Regions from separate parts of the Mus musculus genome. Here region 1 is linked to region 2. The links are chromatin contacts, called in public promoter capture Hi-C maps. All regions are on one chromosome and are shown on one strand. The core of a region is the stretch at or near the end of the contact, and the rest is flanking DNA. Distances in the headings are between cores, read along the strand shown. Region 1 has its middle 29 kb from the start of Gm10789. Region 2 has its middle 19 kb from the start of Tiam1.

Region 1 (4,766 bases), core at 841-3,340, 130 kb after region 2:
AATGTCTGCACTTTCAGAGACACACAAGAAGGCTCTACTCTCGAAGTATGCAGAACTCTCACCCTGCATGCAGCTCGAAACTGTTAGGAATGTGGTCCAACACAGAGTCATACGCTTACTTAAAACATGAGTGTGTGTGTGAGTGTGTGTGTGTGAGTGTGTGTGTGTGTGTGTGTGTGTGTGTGTGTGTGTGAGTGTGTGTGTGTGTGAGTGTGTGTGTGAGTGTGTGTGAGTGTGTGTGTGTGTGAGTGTGTGTGTGTGAGTGTGTGTGTGTGTGAGTGTGTGTGTGTGTGTGAGTGTGTGTGAGTGTGTGTGTGTGTGTGTGTGTGTGTGTGAGTGTTTTCACAGCATGCATGTGAAGGTCAGAGGTCAGCCTTAGGAGTCAGATCTCTCCTCCTACCATGTGGTCTCAGGGATGGTTGTCACACTTGATGGTGAAGTACCTTACCCACTGAGCCATCTTGCCAGCCCTGACAATACCATTTTCAGTGTGAACTTGGTAGATGACCGTGTCAAGTGGCACTGTCAGAAGACTATGCCTGCTTTCCCTTTTCGTCACAATCTACCCAGCGGTCAGATCTCCAAAGTGAGCCCTACCAGTTTGGCCTTCCAGAGTGGGCCTGCAATGCCCACCCTTTGTTCACGTTAGAGGAATCCCATGCAGGCTCTGAGCCCAGCTGAGAAGCCCCCTCTAAACTCTCGGATGCGTTACTCTCCACCGTGATCCCCAAGCACAGGGCCGCTCAGAGCACGGACCCTGGATCTCAGCATCAACACGGAAGCTGTTGGACGCTGTCACAGCCACCGAAACCTACGCAATGACCGACTGCTAGCAACTCAGCCGTCTGTGCGTCACCAAACTGCCCCGAAGGGGTTCTGATAGTACTCATAACTGATCCCCACTGTAGAACTGGGGTTCATTTAAGAATGACTCCTGCTCCCCCTCCCTCTGCCTTATACCTTTCCTCGTTGTCTTGTGGAAGAGAAGCCTTTCCTTAGGTTCAAGTTAAAATGGCAAGGGATCAGCCGGGCATGGTGGCGCACGCCTTTAATCCCAGCACTCGGGAGGCAGAGGCAGGCGAATTTCTGAGTTCGAGGCCAGCCTGTTCTACAAAGTGAGTTCCAGGACAGCCAGGGCTGTCTCAAAAACCAAAAAAAAAAAAAGAGGCAAGGGATGGAAGTCCATTATGAGGGCCAGAGGTGAGGATGATGTCATCTGGTGCGTGGGCTTCACGCTCTGTCTCACTGTAGCTCCCTCCCTCTTTCTCTAAGACTTCTTCTCCTCGAGAAGGACTTGAGTTAGATCCCAAGAACTCCTACAATCTGTCCTCTGACAAACACACACACACACACACACACACACACACACGCCTTGGCACACACGTACACAGCAAGCAGACAAACACACGATGAATAAAAATAAATAATTCTTTAAACAAATAATACATCTTTGCATCCTGAAAACTCCTGAATAGATTTTTTTTTCCCCCCAAGACTGGGTTTCTCTGTGTACCTCTGGCTGCCCTGGAACTCACTCTGTAGACCAGGCTGGCCTTGAACTCAGAGATCTGCCTGCCTCTGCCTCCCGAGTGCTGGGATTAAAGGTGTGTGCCACCACCGCCCGGCCTGAATAGTCTCCTCGGGTCTGGCTTTTGAATAGCCCTATATTCATTCACCAGCTTTGGTCTCCAGTGTGTTGAGCAGATGGAGAGTTCTTGTTACAATTCAATAGATATACTGAATACTTACTGCCTAGTCCCTTTCCAGAGAAAGCCCCTAACATAGCCAGGTACCCCGCAAACATGCACTTGTGGGATTTAACGAATGAGTCTGTTCCAGAACTGGAAAGGGCCATGTGAAATTAGTAAGTATACCAGCCGCCAGCCCTCCACCTCCAGCACACCCCAGACAAAAAACCAGGAATTCTGCAGAATGAGACCAGAATTTCCGTGTAGCAATTCACTTGACAGAAATGACAGCAAGGCTCCCACTCACGGCCATTATTTGAAGACTTTCCAAAATGCCGGCTGTGTACTGGGAGAAACACTATTTGGTGTGTCTGCAGTCCCATGGGGACAGTGGGGCTGAACCACTCCCTAGGATTGCCCAACAAAGGCAAGTCCCTCGGTGTGATTAACCTCTTGCCTCATCATCGGAGCCACTAATCTCAAATCTTAGCCTTTCGAAACTCAACGAACTGGCTGGTGAGATGGCTAAACAGATAAAGGGACTTGCTGCTAACACTGACGCCCTGAGTTCAATCCCTGGGACCCACACATGGGAAAGAAGAACCAAGTCCCGTGGGCTGTCTTCTGATACACCGACACACATACAAAATAAAGAAATACATTTTTTTAAAAAAAAAAGAACAATACACCATATTAGTACCTACACAGCATGACCCACTGGAAATAAACTAGGCAGCAGCAGATGACACAGCACTATCAGGCAATAGGTGCTAGGCTCCCCCTCAGCCAGGCCTTCTGCCGAGTCCCACGAGTACAATGCTGTGCTCAGAGGCCACAGTTCCAATGCACTTCTCAGAACGCACCCATTTGCAGTTGCAGGATGCCGCCCTACTGTGGAGTGTGTGCCAGCACACTCCAGGTCTGGGCTCGATCCCCAGCACTGAAGAGGACAGAACGCAGCACACAGCCTGAGCTTTCGGCCTTCACTGCCTCTTCGAGTCGTCCTTTTCCTCCCAAGAGCTTGTATTCACATAAAGATTAGTAAATGAAAGCAATCTGGCTGCCACCTGTCAATCTGCCTTTCTTGATAGTTTAAACTCTAAGATGCAAAAAGGAAAGAGATGTTGCCGCTCATGACAGGCAGCTGGGAGCAGCAAAGACTGGATCCCCGCCTAAAACCCTGGGAGAGCCCACGAGCTTTTGCCAGCACCTTGCATCAACATTGGACATCTGGCCTCAGACCTGGGAAAGAACGTTAGCATTGTTTTTGATCACCAAATTGTGGCTTAGGAAACTAACACCCTCATTAATCACTCCCTTTATTTTTCTCAAAAGCAATCTACAAGAGCCAGTATCATCACCAATGTGTGAACAAAGAGGGCCTGACTCTTGGGTAGAGCAACATGCTCAAAGCTATGGGCATGGGACAGAGCCAGGCATGGACCACATCCATGCCACCTTCTAAAAATGCCTCTCTGGCTCCAGTGGACTGACATGTGGCTTGTTGGCCTTCAGGAATAATCTAGAAAACAACTGCCCCAGTAACACCATTCTGATGAAATAAATAAATGTTCCCATTTCAAGAAAAGACACAAAGTAAGCCCATCCACCATGGCTCACAGGAGACAAGTAAGGTGATGTCAACGACGCGGCTCTAACATTCAGCGAGCAGAGCGAGCTCTCAACCTGCTCGCTGACAGTCACACTGTCACCCACAGCGGTCCTGTACCCTCCATCCTCTCAGCATAGATGCTGTTATGGCTTTAATGTAAGAAATCTCAGGTCCATTCGATCGGACACAGTCTCCACCTCGTGCCACTGCCTCGGGAGGTTGTGAGTCTCGACATGATGAAGTCTGGCTGGAGGATGTGGGCCACTAAAGAAACAGGCTTTGAGGTCTATTTAGTGGCTCCGAGTCAACTTCTCTGCCCTTGATTTGCTGAGGTGTGGGCAGTCACACCAGTTCTCCCTGCCACCATGCCTTCTCCACCACATCTCCTAAATAAAACAAGATAAGCCTCTTCTAAACTGCTTCAAAGTCCTCGACCACTGCACCAAGCAACGGAGCTATGTAAAGAAAAGTTGTAGCTGGCCTTCCCGAAGACACCTCTCATTTCACTGTAACCCCAGAACTGCTGCTTAGAATCCAGGAGTGTGCACGGTGTGCATGTCCCCATGGTACTCTTGACAAGCTTCTGCTAGAAACCAGACATGGAGGATTATGGGTAGTGGGGATTTTCAATGAATACATCACTCACCATTGAAGTCTGAAATACACCTCCACCTCCGCATTTCACTCTAACACCAACCCAATTAATAATGATTGGTGGGAATTAAGAAACATCCATTGAACATACTCGTGTGGAGATGTGATTCTACTCAGGAGAGTAAGGACACAGTGACAGCTATGAAAAGGACACAGTACCCTGTGAAATAATCACAAAAGACTTGAAATGATACTCAGCCTGTTATCCCTGATCACAAGGGACATGCAAATCAAGTCACAATGTGATATCATTGCACAGCCACTCAGATGGTCATCATCAAAGCAAGGGGGGGGTGGAGGCGGGAGTTGAGGAGTGGAATGCGTGAGAAGGCTGTGGAGAAATCGGAGTCCTTGTGGCACAACCCCTGGAAACAGCACTTGGTGTGTCCAGAAATTCGATATAGAACCCACTGCAATCCACCAACCCCATATCTGGGTTAAGACCTGAAAGACTTGAAAGGACACTTGTTGTGCACCTGAATGATAGAAGCATTATTCACAGAAGCTGACCAATGGGAAGATGGCTGGAGAGATGCCTCAGGCGTTAGGAGCCTGGATTGCTCTTGCAGAGGACATGGACTTGGTTCCCAGCACCCACACTGGAGAGCTAGCACACACATGCAACGCCAGCTCCAGGAAACCAAGGGCTCTGGCTTCCGGAGGCACCCACATTTGTGTGCACATACTCTCTCACACAGAATAAAATACAAAATAAAATAGAAATCTTTTTTTTAATTTTTTTTAAAGATTTATTTATTATTATATCTAAGTACACTGTTGCTGTCTTCAGACACTCCAGAAGAGGGCATCAG
Region 2 (5,094 bases), core at 2,276-4,775:
CCATGAAGGCACAACAAAATTCCAGTAACAGTTGGTGATGTGCACAGGACATGCCAAAGCATCTCTGAAGAGAAAATGTGAGCTCCTTCATCCACCTTGCCACAGGGCCATAAGACGCTTGCTCAGTGCTCTGGGTCCCTGGGAGAAGCAGGAAACAAGAGCATCTTTATGTCCCTTCTCTCTCGTGTTTTAATAGCTGACTGACAGTCATGTGGTAGGAGCTACACAGGGCTAAGTTTAATGCCCTGTGTTCTCTCCCTGGGCACAGGATTCCCTCGGAGAACCTGAAGATTTTGAATCAGGTTTTTGGGAAGTGACAAGAGACAGCCGCTCAGTGCTGTCAGGCCTGGCACTGCTTTAGACCACGGGGTCCTGGGCAGTTGCTTTTGTAACTGGGTAAAAGCACCACCCAAGGCTGCCAAGGTGTGAAAGTAACAACTTTCTAACAGGTTGATTTCTAAGGCTTCCATCCAACCCAGAGGGTCAGAAGTCTGTGGGGGTCTCAGCCTATTCCATGGTGAACAAGGGGTGCCAAGATCACTTCTTACTCTGTTGCTGCTGCTGTTGCTCTTGTTGTTGTTGTTTAAAGAAAAAAGGGGCACTGTCCACATTTAATCTGTGAGATTTAGGGGCTGTGTTCTGATGGAGGATAGTAACCATGTGGCTTTGTATCCATCTTGGTTGGTGACCTCATCAAGACAAAGACCACTTGACTTTCTTACCATCTTTGTCAAAGCAACCACATAGCATAAATCGAAATGGTAACAGAGTGGAGTGCAGTATGGAGTTAAGCAGTATGCAAGTACTACAGGCTCTCTTACAAAACCTGTCTTAGGCAGCGAGTCCCTACTGGTCCTGCAGTCCTATGGCCGACAGGTAAGACTCTAGGACACACTCCTCTCTAGAGCAGAGAGTGCATGGTGCTCACAGCTGCAGGGGGTTGAGGTCCACCAGGACCTGAGAAGATCACCACACCTAGTATTTCCTAATATTTAACTAACTCTCTCTCTCTCTCTCTCTCTCTCTCTCTCTCTCACCATCCCACATCCCATCCATCATGAATTAGCCAATCACATCAGACTGTGATGCTATGCTCTCACCGTGGGGTGAGACAGTCACCACCCTCCTATAGGATAAAAACCAAGTGGCCTGCCCACCTTGTGTGCCTGCTTACCCAGGGTTGGTCACCGTACACCTTTCTGAAAGCTGAGTTGCCTTGCTGAGTTATTTTTGTGGGAGAGACACCAGAAACACTCCTTCCCAATATCATCTATGGCAAATGGCTCACAACTGTCCAAGGATACAGCCTAGGATGATGTATGGCCCTCTTCTGACCTCCATGGGCACCTGCGCTCAGTGAGCATACCCCTACACACACACACACACACACACACACACACACACACACACACACACAGAGAGAGACACGTACAGAATTAAAAGTAAGTCCTTAAGAGACTGAACATACATATATAATAATAAAAGGAAAGAAGGAAAATAGAAACTGTATTTGTATTCTAGCCTTAAAATCCCCTCCTTCAATTTGCTCAGCTGTGTTTCAATCAGACCCTTTTGGCATAAAACCCACACTCATTAAATTTAACAGACCACTTTCATTCACACCTGAACCCAGACAGTTATCTATGGCTTTAAAAAAAAAAAAAAAAAGAATCGGAGGCAAACAAAAGACACATGTGCACAGTCACAGGCTCACTTAAAATTCACGATCGGAAACCACTAATGTCAAGTGTGTCTTTAAAAGTCATTAGCAGTCACCTGGAAATCTCCAGTTTCTTAACCTGCACACTGATCAAGTTTACATGTTCTCTTTCTACCCAAATCTCCAGGCGTTTTTTCTCATTTCTTCTGTCCGCAGACAACCTTTTATCTAATTCTTGGAGAAACTCAGAGTGACTTCCACAAACTTGAAAGGCTACATAGCCCCCAGCAAGGCTCTGTCTGCATCTACACACTCCCAACTTCTTGTACACATAGGTAGCAATCATATCTAGAGCCAGACTCACCAACTGAGACTCCTTCCCACCCCACCCAGACTCAATCAGTACTCCACACATCGTTCTCAGTGTGCTCAAATTATAAATACACAAATCGCTCTGTTCTTGCTTTCTCATCCAAAAAGTCTTGGGGTTGCTTGTTGGGTTAGTCAGGGTTCTCTAGAGTCACAGAACTTATGGAATGTCTCTATAGATTAAGGGGAATTAATGGAATGACTTATAGGCTGCAGTCCAGTTAACACAACAATGGGCAGCTATGAATGGAAGTCCAAGAATCTAGTAGTTGCTCAGTCCCACAAGGCTAGGTGTTTCAGCCGATCTTCTGTATAAACTGGAATCCTGAAGAAGTGGGTTCCAACAGATGTGCTGGCACATAAGTGCAACCAGACAAGGAAGAAATGCTTCCTTTTTCCATTGTCCTTATGTAGGCCTCCAGCAGAAGATACGGCCCAACTTAAAGGTGTGTACCACCAGGCCTGAATTTGGAACTTGCTCTGTCCCAGGCTGACCTTGAACCCAAAGATCTGCTTGCCTCTGCCTCCAGGGATTAAAGGTGTGTACAACCTTGCCTGGGCCTAAGCTTTTCTTGGCTGCTATGCCTCAAGCTCTGGATCACAGGCGTCCCTCCATCTATAGACTATACTTCATTCCAGAAGCAGTCAAGTGGACAACCAGGAATAGACCTCACACTCATTGTCAACTGGGCCCTATTCTTTTCCCTTTCTCTTGACTCCAAGGCATCTAGACTGCCGTCCACTGCCATGTTCCTCTCCGACCTACAAAGTGGCAAACCTAATGCTTCTTCCTCTCCATCTTCGCCATGGTTGACGCAACCTTATGCACTTACAATGCTATGATTTCTGCCCTTGCCAGCCGCCATGATCCTTCGATCCCGCCAGTTGCTTCTGCTGACTCCTCTTCTCCGTATTGGACAGTTCTGGAGCCTCAAGAAGACAAAGATTGCCTTTTCAGTCTGCACTCAGTGTTTCGGGATGGGATACGCACTGACCCAGATCCTATTTCAGGGAAGGACTTGCTCTCTCAGGGAAGGACTATGAATAGTGGGCACCCCATGGTGACTGAATCAGGAGGGGTAGAGGCATCCAGAGATCAACTATGACAGGTGCTCTTAGCTCACTGACAGGTGGCCCTATAGAACAGTGTGATGTCTCTGCCCAAGCATGCATCCTCTCCCCACCCATTCTAAAAGGCTGATTCTCCTGAGAACGATCTTCCTCCTAAATGTCACCATCTTACTGTCCTCGGAGATCCCAGCCTGCCTCATGACTATCAAATACCAAGACTTCCTGGTATCTCTCCACAGGCGTCGGGACACTGCCTCTCCCTGCATGAGACCATGTTCAGATACCCAAGTGTGAGCTAATCCTTCCTTCCAGGCAACCTTCCCAGCCCAGCAAGGGGAACTCAACCCTCCCAGTGGCTCAGGCTGAACTGCAGCGAGGAGCGGTTTGCACATCTCTTTCGCAACCCACATCAAATTAGTCAGAAAATTCTATTGCACCCTCTTCAAAGAAAGGAGCAAATCTGAATCTCTTTTCTCCGTACTTTGCAGTCAGCAGAACCTGGCCAGGACGCTCTCTACAGAATTATACAAAAGCTTCTTCATGGGGGTGGGGGTGGGAGCTGTCTCCCTTTCTTTTCTGCTCTCTGCAGCCCACTCTACTTGGATCTCTAAAACCATGGGTTGGATCCATGGTTCCTCTGCTCAGGGGTAAGAGCCTCAGCAGGCCCTGTAGAGCTGGACACCATCACTGCTTCTCTGCCTATGTCTCCTGTCCCTCCCATTCTTGTTCTTGCCAAGGAAGCCACACTTGCCCCACTTGATGCGACTGAACTTTCTGGACACTTTCTTTCTCAAACATGCCTGCCTGCTTTACGTCTTCATCAAGCAGTCCCCAAATTTCTTCCTCTTCCCCTCAGAATAGCCCATCCACCCAGAGAAGCTACTCTGTCACGTTGTCAGGAACACCCACCACCTCTTTATAGCCTAGGTCATTCGGTTATTAATATAAAATGAAGAAATAACCAACAGTGGGTACTAATCAGTAGCGAACAGGTTTTTATTGTTTAGAAGCAATCTACAGAGATGAGAATCTCTGTATTTCCAATGACCAAGAACCTAGATTGATGTCAGTGTCTGGCGTGTCATGGAGCCTAAAGATAAAAAGACTTGTTGAAGCCAGGTAATAGTGGCTCATGCCTTTAATCCCAGTACTTGGGAGGCAGAGGCAGGAGGATTTCTGAGTTCAAGGCTAGCCTGGTCTACAGAGTTATTTCCAGGACAGCAAAGGCTACACAGAGAAACCCTGTCTTGAAAAAACAAAACCAAAAAAAAAAAAAAAAAAAACTTGTTGAGGGAACAAAGTATGTCTCATTTTCACATCACTGATAAAATAGAATAAGGCACAGAAGTGGGGAGAGGGGTGAAAGAGAGAGAGAGAGAAGCTAAGGACAGGGTGACAGCACGGTCCTGTAACCCCAGCAGTAAGGAGGCATCGGTAGGAGGAGCCAACGTTTATGTTCATATAGGTTTCTAGCATGAGGCCAACTCCGCGAACATGGAACAAAGAGGTTTATCACAGAGTGGGGAAAAAAAAAGTGGGTGGCTGAAATAGGCTAGATATGGTCCCAAATGCAGCAACCGCCAGACTCGAAGTCCTACAACCTCATAGAATACAGCCGCAAATGCTCTGAGTGTTACAGCAGAGTCAGAAAAGGCAGGGACAGAGGGGAAAATTACACGATGCCCTCCAGACAGGAGGTTAGCTAAAAATCCAAGTTCCCAACACGAGCAAGAAGCAGCAGGAGACGATGAACCAAGGTCTAAATGAACCTCCCGGCCAGCCGAACGCCACCTCAGCAGACGGGAGTACAACAAGACAGGCTGAGGTATGACCACATCAATTACAGCTACAGGTATAAATAAAAATAAAGAAAAAGATACAATGGTATCTGTAACAGTGTCGTATTACCAAAAAAACAGGAGAAGATAAAAAGAGTTAAAATGCTTGAATCCTTGTGTTTTCTGGTAAGAGATAAAAGTACAGAGACAGACACA

What was found. Capture Hi-C pulls out chosen DNA fragments and counts their contacts.
Region 1: a promoter capture Hi-C map of adipose tissue shows a contact between it and region 2. The contact joins two enhancer-like sites. A contact is called at or near these places in 1 of 15 datasets of contacts at CTCF or cohesin (the NIH/3T3 cell line), 1 of 484 Hi-C or Micro-C datasets (spermatogonial stem cells), 1 of 115 datasets of contacts at active chromatin or transcription factors (embryonic hindbrain) and 5 of 9 other capture datasets (adipose tissue, embryonic stem cells, liver and 2 more).

What each region holds. Positions count from the first base shown.
Region 1 is chr16:90,110,866-90,115,631 of GRCm38.p6, forward strand. It overlaps a transcript of Tiam1 not described here. Among named protein-coding and RNA genes, the nearest start is that of Gm10789, 29 kb to the right of the region's middle. Within about 2 kb of position 2,091, at least 35 of the 459 cell types and tissues checked have an H3K27ac peak or open chromatin away from gene starts, as enhancers often do. A contact at or near this core is called in adipose tissue, where this site is marked.
Region 2 is chr16:89,977,121-89,982,214 of GRCm38.p6, forward strand. It overlaps a transcript of Tiam1 not described here. Among named protein-coding and RNA genes, the nearest start is that of Tiam1, 19 kb to the left of the region's middle. Within about 2 kb of position 3,526, at least 18 of the 459 cell types and tissues checked have an H3K27ac peak or open chromatin away from gene starts, as enhancers often do. A contact at or near this core is called in adipose tissue, where this site is marked.